Regions from separate parts of the Ovis aries genome. Here regions 1 and 2 are each linked to region 3. The links are chromatin contacts, called in public Hi-C maps. All regions are on one chromosome and are shown on one strand. The core of a region is the stretch at or near the end of the contact, and the rest is flanking DNA. Distances in the headings are between cores, read along the strand shown.

What was found. A called contact is a pair of places that touch in the nucleus more often than the background predicts.
Region 1: a contact with region 3 is called in a Hi-C map of liver, with 6 times the contacts expected there. The contact joins the enhancer-like site here to the promoter of LETMD1 in region 3. A contact is called at or near these places in 7 of 16 Hi-C or Micro-C datasets (hypothalamus, liver, mixed tissues and 3 more).
Region 2: a Hi-C map of liver shows a contact between it and region 3, with 2.2 times the contacts expected there. The contact joins the promoter of DAZAP2 here to the promoter of LETMD1 in region 3.

The regions. Positions count from the first base shown.
Region 1 is chr3:135,264,366-135,267,445 of ARS-UI_Ramb_v3.0, forward strand. The region is part of intron 17 of SLC11A2 (solute carrier family 11 member 2); the gene reads left to right. It overlaps LOC101116975 (natural resistance-associated macrophage protein 2-like), which reads left to right. Exons shown (of 18, transcript XR_009599903.1): 9 at 333-488; 10 at 1,148-1,306; 11 at 1,979-2,065; 12 at 2,973-3,080. Among named protein-coding and RNA genes, the nearest start is that of SLC11A2, 110 kb to the left of the region's middle. Within about 2 kb of position 1,771, at least 23 of the 54 cell types and tissues checked have an H3K27ac peak or open chromatin away from gene starts, as enhancers often do. A contact at or near this core is called in hypothalamus, liver and tail adipose tissue, where this site is marked.
Region 2 is chr3:134,990,664-134,993,656 of ARS-UI_Ramb_v3.0, forward strand. DAZAP2 (DAZ associated protein 2) reads right to left here and starts at 1,370. Exons shown (of 4, transcript XM_012174256.3): 1 at 1,276-1,370; 2 at 155-273. The coding sequence starts at 1,288.
Region 3 is chr3:135,128,089-135,131,045 of ARS-UI_Ramb_v3.0, forward strand. It overlaps LETMD1 (LETM1 domain containing 1), which reads right to left and starts at 1,556. Exons shown (of 9, transcript XM_012174274.5): 1 at 1,411-1,556; 2 at 428-579. The coding sequence starts at 1,532. LOC105610932 (a long non-coding RNA gene) reads left to right here and starts at 1,729. Exons shown (of 2, transcript XR_001039124.4): 1 at 1,729-2,105; 2 at 2,292-2,957.

The DNA of each region.
Region 1 (3,080 bases), core at 521-3,020, 140 kb after region 3:
TTGACTGTATTCTAAGGTGTGTCTGACAGGAGTTATTGTGGCACTAATATCAATAAGGCCCTTAGCAGCTGTTCTATTGCTTTAGAATATTAACTGCATTCTGTACACGTCTGTTTTGTTCATATAAAATACAGTGTGAAGTGTCTGGACACCCCAGTCCTAAACTCTCTGAGCTGTGCTGCTTAGGTTTTTTGGGTGGTTCTGTGTGCCTCATTTCCTGTGTAGTTGTTGATGGAGGGGATTAAGGAGTGAAGATGCAGTGTCTCTAGTACTGTGTTACTCCCTAGTCTCATGCTCCAATAAAGGCTAATAGCTGTTCTGTTTGTGTGTAGTATGTTACAGTGAAACCCAGCCAGACCCAGGTCCTCCAAGGCATGTTCCTGCCGTCCTGTTCAGACTGTCGTACCCCACAGATCATGCAGGCTGTGGCCATTGTTGGCGCCATCGTCATGCCACACAACATCTACCTGCATTCTGCCTTAGTCAAGGTGAGCAAAACCATTCTTATCTCAGTGGCCTGCGTAGTTCATGGTACCTTTTCCTTTAATTGCAAGGGATGCACACTCAGTTTACGACTGTTAGAACTCTGAAGGAGCATGATGTTTTTCCACAGTTGGCCTCCACACAGTTGGACTCTGTTTTCACCACAAAGGTGACCAGAGATAACAGACCTCATAGAGAAGAGACTAAAGTCCCTCCTAAAAATGCTGAAGGTGGACCATGTTTCCCAACTTTAAATCTCAGAAGCCTGAATGGCCTCCTAGTGGTCAGGGAAAAAAAGCCCAACCTGGCTTTTACCAGTCAGTCCAACACAATCATTAGCTGGGAGATTTCAGAGACTTTTGTCATGAAGGTTGTCTCCCACTTAGGTCTGAAATCAGGTTTTTGTAGGTCAGCGGTTCTTCCAGCCACAGTAACTGAGGTCTCAGAAGTCACTTGGTCACTTTTTCCAATTTGGGGGTGTGTGATATCATCACAGGGTCATGACTTCTTACTCAGTGAACCAGGATATAAGCGGAATCTCACACATTTCATATGATTAGTTGTTTGCCGTTGAGGACTTTCAGTGGACTCCATACTCATGGAATATTGCAAGTAACTTGTTCCAGCAGTTTTAAAAAAATGACTGTTGCTGTTACCTCTCTAGTCCAGACATATAGACCGAGCCAAAAGGCAGGAAGTTCGAGAAGCCAATAAGTACTTCTTCATTGATTCCTGCATCGCTCTCTTTGTTTCCTTTATCATCAACACGTGTGTCATCTCAGTGTTTGCCGAAGCATTTTTTGAGAAAACCAATGAGCAGGTGGTAAGTAAGCCAGGGACCTGGGTAGTAGTGAATGCGAGGATAAAGAGAAAAGCTGATTGGGCCAGAAAAACATGACAGTGACTTAGAGCTCAGGGGAAATAGATCTCAGTGCTGCCCACTAAATCATTGCTCCAGTCGTGGTTTACACTCTAGGGCTGTGGTGCAGCTCAGCCCATCCTTCCCAGCTTTTGACTGGGAAGGGAGTTTTCCTCGGACAGAGGTTGCCTCTTGCTGTTAGTGGCTTCACGTCTGTTGGCTCCTTCTCATCCCCTTTCCCTTCCTGTTTACCAACTGGCTGCCTGCCAGTCCTACTGGTGATGACAGGTTGGGAGGAATCAACACACAGAAAACAGAATCTGTGGCTAGACAGGCTGTTTCGTCACTTTGAACTCTCTGTCCTCTTGACTCCTGATTGCCAGTCTGGTTTGGATGACTCCTTTGTTTCCTGTCGTAGGACCTCTGACGCCCGTCTCTGCTTTGACTAAGGGCTCCCTCTTCTGGGTGTCCTCTCATGTTTGCGGCCAGCCTCTGCTCTCATCAGAACCCATGTCCAGTTTCTTGCCTTCGGCATCTGTCTCTCAGATGACCTGTGTGTGAGCTGTAGGAGAGGTCTTCTTAATCTGAGTCCTGGCCTCAAAAGTAAAAGTCGTTCCTAAACTACTTTGGTTCCAGGTTGCGGTCTGTAAAAACAGCAGCAGTCCCCATACTCACCTTTTTCCAGACGATAACTCAACACTGGCTGTGGACATCTACAAAGGGGTAAACCTGTTCAGATTTCTGATCTTTGCCCCTGAATCAAGATTCTTAGCATAGTATCTGGTCTTTTCTGAGGGTTCACTTGAGAGCTCAGCGTATCTTCTCTGGATTGTTGAGTGTTGTTATTCAGAGGTCCCATGCCAGACAAGCCTTTTGGATTATGGAGGGAAATATAAGATCAGCTAAAAAGATGAATTGTATCCGTGATTCTTAAACTTGTGTTGATAGCATTTTGTGTTATAGGGGTTAATTGGCATCAAAGAAAGTGTTCTTAGTAAAGTGGTCTTTTGTTTTTATATTTGTTCTCCTCCCCAACCCCTCAGCCGTGTGCCTGGAGACTTTATTTATTTATTTAGGCCATGCTGTGTGGCATGTAGGATCTAGTTCCCTGACCAGGGATCATGCCATGCCCCCTGCATTCGGAGCATGACGTCTGAACCACTGGACTACCAGGAAAGTCCAAAGAAAAGTGGTCTTTACTGGGGCCTCTCTGTCCCTTTTATGCCAGTTACATTGTGAACCTCCAAGAGTAGAATATATAGTATGTGGCATCTCCAGAATTCATTTGTGTTTTCTCTCCATTTCTATCACCATCTTCCAGAATACTGTATTAAGGAATATAATTTGGGAAATGTGTTGTAGACGTTTTTTTAATAGTTAACATATGAGCTGAGGATAAAGGCTTTAGGAGCCTAGAGAAGAGAAGGGGCTGGGCTGAGGAGGAATGGGGGCCCATCCAGCAGAATGTAGGTTGAAAGCCTCTAGAATGAGGTCAGGACCCGAGTCTAGCTCCTGGGACAGTGCCAGCACATTGCTTGGTAGAGGTGGGTGCGTAGCCAGGAATGGGAAGTGACATCAAAGATATGTTTGGGGTGTTGTCTCAGGTGACCTTTCTCCCTTGCCTCTCCAGGGTGTTGTGCTGGGGTGTTACTTCGGGCCTGCCGCTCTCTACATCTGGGCGGTGGGGATCCTGGCTGCGGGGCAGAGCTCCACCATGACAGGAACCTATTCCGGCCAG
Region 2 (2,993 bases), core at 120-2,619, 140 kb before region 3:
CAAAAGAAATGGCTGAACTATGTCACGTTTTAAGATGATTCATGTGAGCACTCTCTTCTGTTTGTGGAAAGTAAATAAATGTGTGGAGCCAGACTTGGCCAAGGACCGAAAACATGATCCAAGAGTATTCCATTATTAAGTTAACTGGAAGCACCTCTGAGTAGGCAGGTGGAGCATCAGTATAGGGTGGAGCCTGAGGAAGATGCAAGGTCTGAGGGTACACAGGGTTCCCAGGAGGCTGCACAGGGTAAGTTGGCTGCGTTGGATATTGACCTGGAAGACAAGGGGGGAAAAAAAGCATGTTGTCTACCATACAGTCACCAAAACAAAGCAGGGCATATTGGGTAGCTAATCTAGCTGGGATAAGCAAAAAGAGATTTCCAAACAGACTGCCCTAGAGGGCCTGATTCCTGGAGCCAAGAAAATAAGCATTCTCGTTGCACCCTTAAAGCTGAAGAAGCTGGATTCCAACTGGACATCCAGTAGCCGACTGCTGTAAGGGGAAAGTCTAGCTGGGCCCAAGATCCTCTCAGAACGCAGGGCAGTTCTGGGCATCCCCTCTAGCCGGTATTTCAACGGTGTGTCCTGTCTCCCTGTCCTGCGTGGTCTCCAAAGGTCTGGTTGTAACTGACCAAGACCTCGTGAGTAACGGTGGTTGTGGTCATCGACCTCACAGGTTCCTACTCAAGGTCGACTTCCAAATGAAAAGAGTGAGTGGTGGAAGTGAATGCTGAGATCGTGGAGGGGGCTGAAGGGAATGTTCTGACACAGAAACCGGGAGACTTTCTGGCCGCCAGCGAGGGTAAGGGGGAAGAGACCCCCTTCGGGCCCGACTGGCCCGCCCACCAGAGCGGCACTTTACTAGTTAAGCCCGGAGGCCTGCCTGTGGTTCCGGAGCGCGGCGCCCCGCCTCTGCCAGTTCTCCATTGGCCTACCCAAATCTCGCCTCCAGCTCCCCATTTGCTCCTACAGATGCCCATCACGACAAACCTTCTCCCCACCCCCCCAACCCACCCACCCAACAGCCCCCCCCCAACCCGAGTCCGCAGCTCCAAACTGCGCCACAGAGTTTAAGGGAGAAAGGGCCGTGAGGGAGCGAACGGCCGTAGTTCGGGAATGACGAAGGTGTCTGGCGCAGCCCCGGGCACTGCAGCTGGCTCAGGAGCGCGGCGCACCTCGCCCCAGGCCTGGCGTTCGGTGACCCTGGGCTCCGGGCCCGCTCGTTCCGGGCCAGCACTAGTCCCCCCGGCGGCCTCAGCCACCCCCTATCCTTGCCTTTGCTGTTCATGGTGGCTGCGGGTCCGGCTCGGCTCGGCGTCGCGGACGGTTATTTTTTTCGTCCTCTTCCTGTTCGTAGTCACTTCCGTGTCACGTGACGATCTGTCCGCCTAGCGTCACCCGACGCCCGAGTGCCGCTGCCACCGGAAACCCCGCCCCTTCGCCCGGCCGCCGGTTGCAGGAGGGAGGGCCCGCGTGATCCCGTCCGCTCGCGTAGGCCCCGCCCACCGGGTCTGGTCCTCCAACCCCTACCCTTGTCCCTCGGCTGAAGGAAAACCAAATACAGGTATTGTCTCAAAACGGGATCTTCTCTCTCTTGAACGCTCGGAGGCAGTAACATTAAACTATTCTCTGGAACCTTTTTCCACCTACGTTCAGCACCTCAAGGTCACCTCACCTTGACAGCCTTTCTACAAGGGGCATGCATGCTTGCTAAGTCTCATCGGTCGAGTCCGACTCTGTGCGACTCTGTCCATGAGATTCTCCAGGCAAGAATACTGGAGTGGGTTGCCATTTCCCATGGACCGAACCGGAAACTAACACACACACACACACACACACGGGACATAGATTCCTACACACACACACACACACACACACACACACACACACGGGACATAGATTTCTACAATCTTACCTAACTGCCTGAGATGCTTCGCAACCCTTGATCTATCTCTCGTTCCCCTCACTCAAGTCTTCACTGCCTTTCTATTCTACCGATAGGCTGTCGGTGTTTTATTTCTGTGTCGCTTTCTCACCGACAGAAAGGGTATGCTGTGCTGTGCCCCGCCCCACCCCGCTGCAACAGCTAGCACTAAAACGCATGTTCTTGGTACCCAAGGAGTACCCATGCCCTGGCCCTTACTTTGATACCTGTCACAGACACCTGTATGGTACCTGATAGGTATTTTCTCTGTGTATCCCTTCTCTTCTAACTTAATCGTTCTTAAGAGCAAAGATGCCATCCTTTAAGGCAACAATTGCTTCCATTCTTTAAGATATTTGCTGAACGCTTGCTGTGTTCAGGTACAGAGATGGAGCTGAACAAGACAGCCCAAGGCTATTTTCTCATGGTTTACATTCTGTAGTGTAGGAAGAACATTAGAAAAGCATCTGAAAAGAAAGCTTTGAAAAGAAAAACCCTCGGTAAACATTAGCAACCTGATCCATATTTGCTGTTGAATGACTTAAACCACTGAAAAGACCAGTACTCACTTCATCAGCAGTCCGCTGTTTTTCTCTCCAGTGTCAAATTACAGTTTGCAGGACACCATTAATATGCATGATTTTATGGAGTCATCACAGATCTTCACAACAGCCCTGTGTGGCAGGCAGGGCTTGTTTAAGCATTTCTGTTTTTCAAATGAGAGATTTGCCCTAAGTCACACAGTGAACAGGTTACAAAGTCAGGTGTGTTATCTTGGTCCCCACCCCCACCCCGGTTCCCAAATCAGTGGTTTGGTTTTGTTTTGTTCTTATCCCTTTACTCTGCCTATCACAACTGCTGCTGCTGCTGCTGCTAAGTCGCTTCAGTCGTGTCCGACTCTGTGCGACCCCATAGACGGCAGCCCACCAGGCTCCCCCGTCCCTGGGATTCTCCAGGCAAGAACACTGGAGTGAGTTGCCATTTCCTTCTCCACTGCATGAAAGTGAAAAGTGAAAGTGAGGTCGCTCAGTCGTGTCCGACTCTTAGCGACCCCATGGACTGCAGCCCA
Region 3 (2,957 bases), core at 306-2,805:
TCAGAAACCAAGTACATACAGTGCTCTTTTCACAACATGCCACCGAGGAGAGATCTGTGACAATATTAAACCACGTTTTCGTACAAGCCAAGTGAACTGATAAATCACAGGGCAGGTCTGTGCAGCTATGGATCTCTGCCTTGTGCATGACAAATAATTTCTATTATAGGCAGACGTCTGGTTAAGCAAAGTGCAAAAATACCTATATTCCTCCTAGGTGTTGTGAGAAGTTGTTTCTCATATTACCCTTCTAGAAACATCCTCAAGAAGCTCTAACTTGTAAGAAGTAGTTTAATGCTCAAGCATTTATGAAACACAAGACACACCAGCTCACACCCCCATGCAGAGCCGGAAATGATCTTACTTATTCTCCCTGACACTGCCCAAGAGCTGATCCAATGGATTTTTATTTTAGTTTTGTCTTTACCTTTCATGAAGATTGTATACAGGACATAGAAGCGGGGGAAATGACGACCCAAGAAACGATGGTATTTCCCGTTAATCACTTTTGTCTTGGTCACCACATAAGAGATCAAGCTCTTCACATCTGCCTTTGGAGAAAGATGAAGCTTTGAAGACCTACAAGGAAGATGAAAGAGACTATCTGGGAACCAGCCCTGGAACCTGCTTCTCTGCTGCTGCTGCTAAGTCACTTCAGTCGTGTCCGACTCTGTGCGACCCTAGAGACGGCAGCCCACCAGGCTCCCCCGTCCCTGGGATTCTCCAGGCAAGAACACTGGAGTGGATTGCCATTTCCTTCTCCAATGCATGAAAGTGAAAAGTGAAAGTGAAGTCGCTCAGCTGTGTCCAACCCTCAGCGACCCCATGGACTGCAGCCTTCCCGGCTCCTCCATCCATGGGATTTTCCAGGCAAGAGTACTGGAGTGGGGTGCCATTGCCTTCTCCGTGCTTCTCCGCAGGGGTCCGTAAACGTAAAACACAGGCTTCAGAGAATTTATGCTAAGACCTGAAACTTCTGAAATCCAAGGAAGATCTTGAGATCACGGAGAGATAAGCAATTAGACTGAGAAAAACAGATAAGGCAGATAAGAGGCCAGACAAGAATGAATATCGGGGGAGTGGTGAGCCTGGAGAAAGCAGAAGGCCTGAGGGACAATTTGGGCAGCAGGCTAAAGCCAGAGAGGTGAGATCCAGGTAAGCAGCAGAAAAATCTTGAGCCGAAAAAGGTCGGCTCAGGACACGTGGAGAATTCAGGCAACACGCGGCGCTGAGAACTGAGAGGGTCAGGAAGCCAGGTCTCTAGCAGGGATACGAGTGCGACTTCTTAGCAGAATAGAAATCCAGGGGCCAGGGCGTGGAGCCCTGAGAATTAAGACAGCATGCAAACAATATTGAGACACTGGCAGGGCCTGAACGTCAAAAATGTTTTTCTCTCTCCAAGTCCCTCACCGAGGGGCCCCCCAGGTCAGGCCAGAGCGAACAAACTGCAGCCTTCGGACGACATATAGTCCAGGGGGCACCGCCGAACCCCACAAAGCAGCCCGAGCCCAACACACTCTGGACAGCGCCATCTTCACAGCGAGGGAGGGGCAGACAGGGAAAAGTCGTCTTCAGGTCAAAGTTCCTGAACGTTGCGTTCCTTCGCCGACGCATGCGCCTTTCCTGAGAGCTCATTGGTAACCATAGGCCGCTCTCCTCGCGCGCCCCCGCGGCGAGCCGTGGACGCGAAGGCTAAGAGCGGAAGGAGGTTTGGGATTGGATGCCACCAGCACTTCCTGGTTTAGAGGCGCCGGAACCGGGCTATCCCAGAGGGAGCGAGGGAGTATCTGCCCTTGGTTGGGATGTGGTTCTGCGAAGTTCGCTCTTGGAGGGTCTGGTGACCCCTGGAGCAGCTCTAGGGCCTATAGGTTTCCTGGCACCGTCGCCCTTGTTTTCTGTCCGCGTGGCGCCAGGCTTTGGGGCTTTGGCGCGGCAGGTGCCAGAGGTCAGTTAGGCGCGGCCTCTGGCCACGGCTCCTCCTTGGTCCTGGGAGGACCCCCGGCGCCCTCTAGTGCCAGTCAAGGTCTGGCCGCGAAGGTTGGCGGTCTGGGAGCGGCCCCTGCGTGGACCACTTACGGCGTTCCCTTTTGTGGGCTTTTTTCAAAGTAGGTCTGTGGGAATAATGTCTTTCATTAAGTGCCTCCTGAAGACCAAGCTTGAGTCTCAACCTTAATGGCACTTTTGTGAGAGGCTGGCTCTGACCAGAAGGACATGCATTTTCTCCCATTACCCCCCGTAATTTCTTTATAGCATTTAACCACATCGTTTATACGTTTGTTTCTTTTGACCAGGTGCCTGAACCAGCCTGAGGACAAGCACCTTCTTGCCTTAGTTACTGTTGTACTGTACCGCCACCGCTAGATGTCATGCCTGTCGCCTGAAGTGAAGTCGCTCAGTCGTGTCCGACTCTTTGCGATCCCTTGGACTGTAGCCTACCAGTCTCCTCCGTCCATGCAATTTTCCAGGCAAGAGTACTGGAGTGGGTTGCCATTTCCTTCACCAGAGGATCTTCCCGACCCGGGGATGGAACCTGGGTCTCCCGCATTAGTAGTTGCCCAATAAACATGTTTGACTACATTCATTAATCCCTGAAATTGTGAGGGATTGCCAGAAGTGATGTTGCAGGAAAGGGGAACCCCAGCTAGGAGCAGAGAGTGGGTTTTCATCTAATAATCGGAAATGAATTGTATGAGGAGATACATACGCTGACAAAGCAAGATACTTTATTAGGTAAGGGCGTCTGGACAGAGAGCAGCAGGGTAAGGGAACCCAGAACTGCTCTGCCACTTGGCTCAGCCTCAGGTTTTATGATGATGGAGTTAGTTTTCTGGTTGTCTCTGGCAGATTATTCTAAGGGTCCTTTCTGGTGGCACATGCATCACCCAGCCAAGATGGATTCCAGTGAGAAGGATTTGGAGAGGTTGGTAGGACTTATGTGAGGCAGGAAATGGATGGGC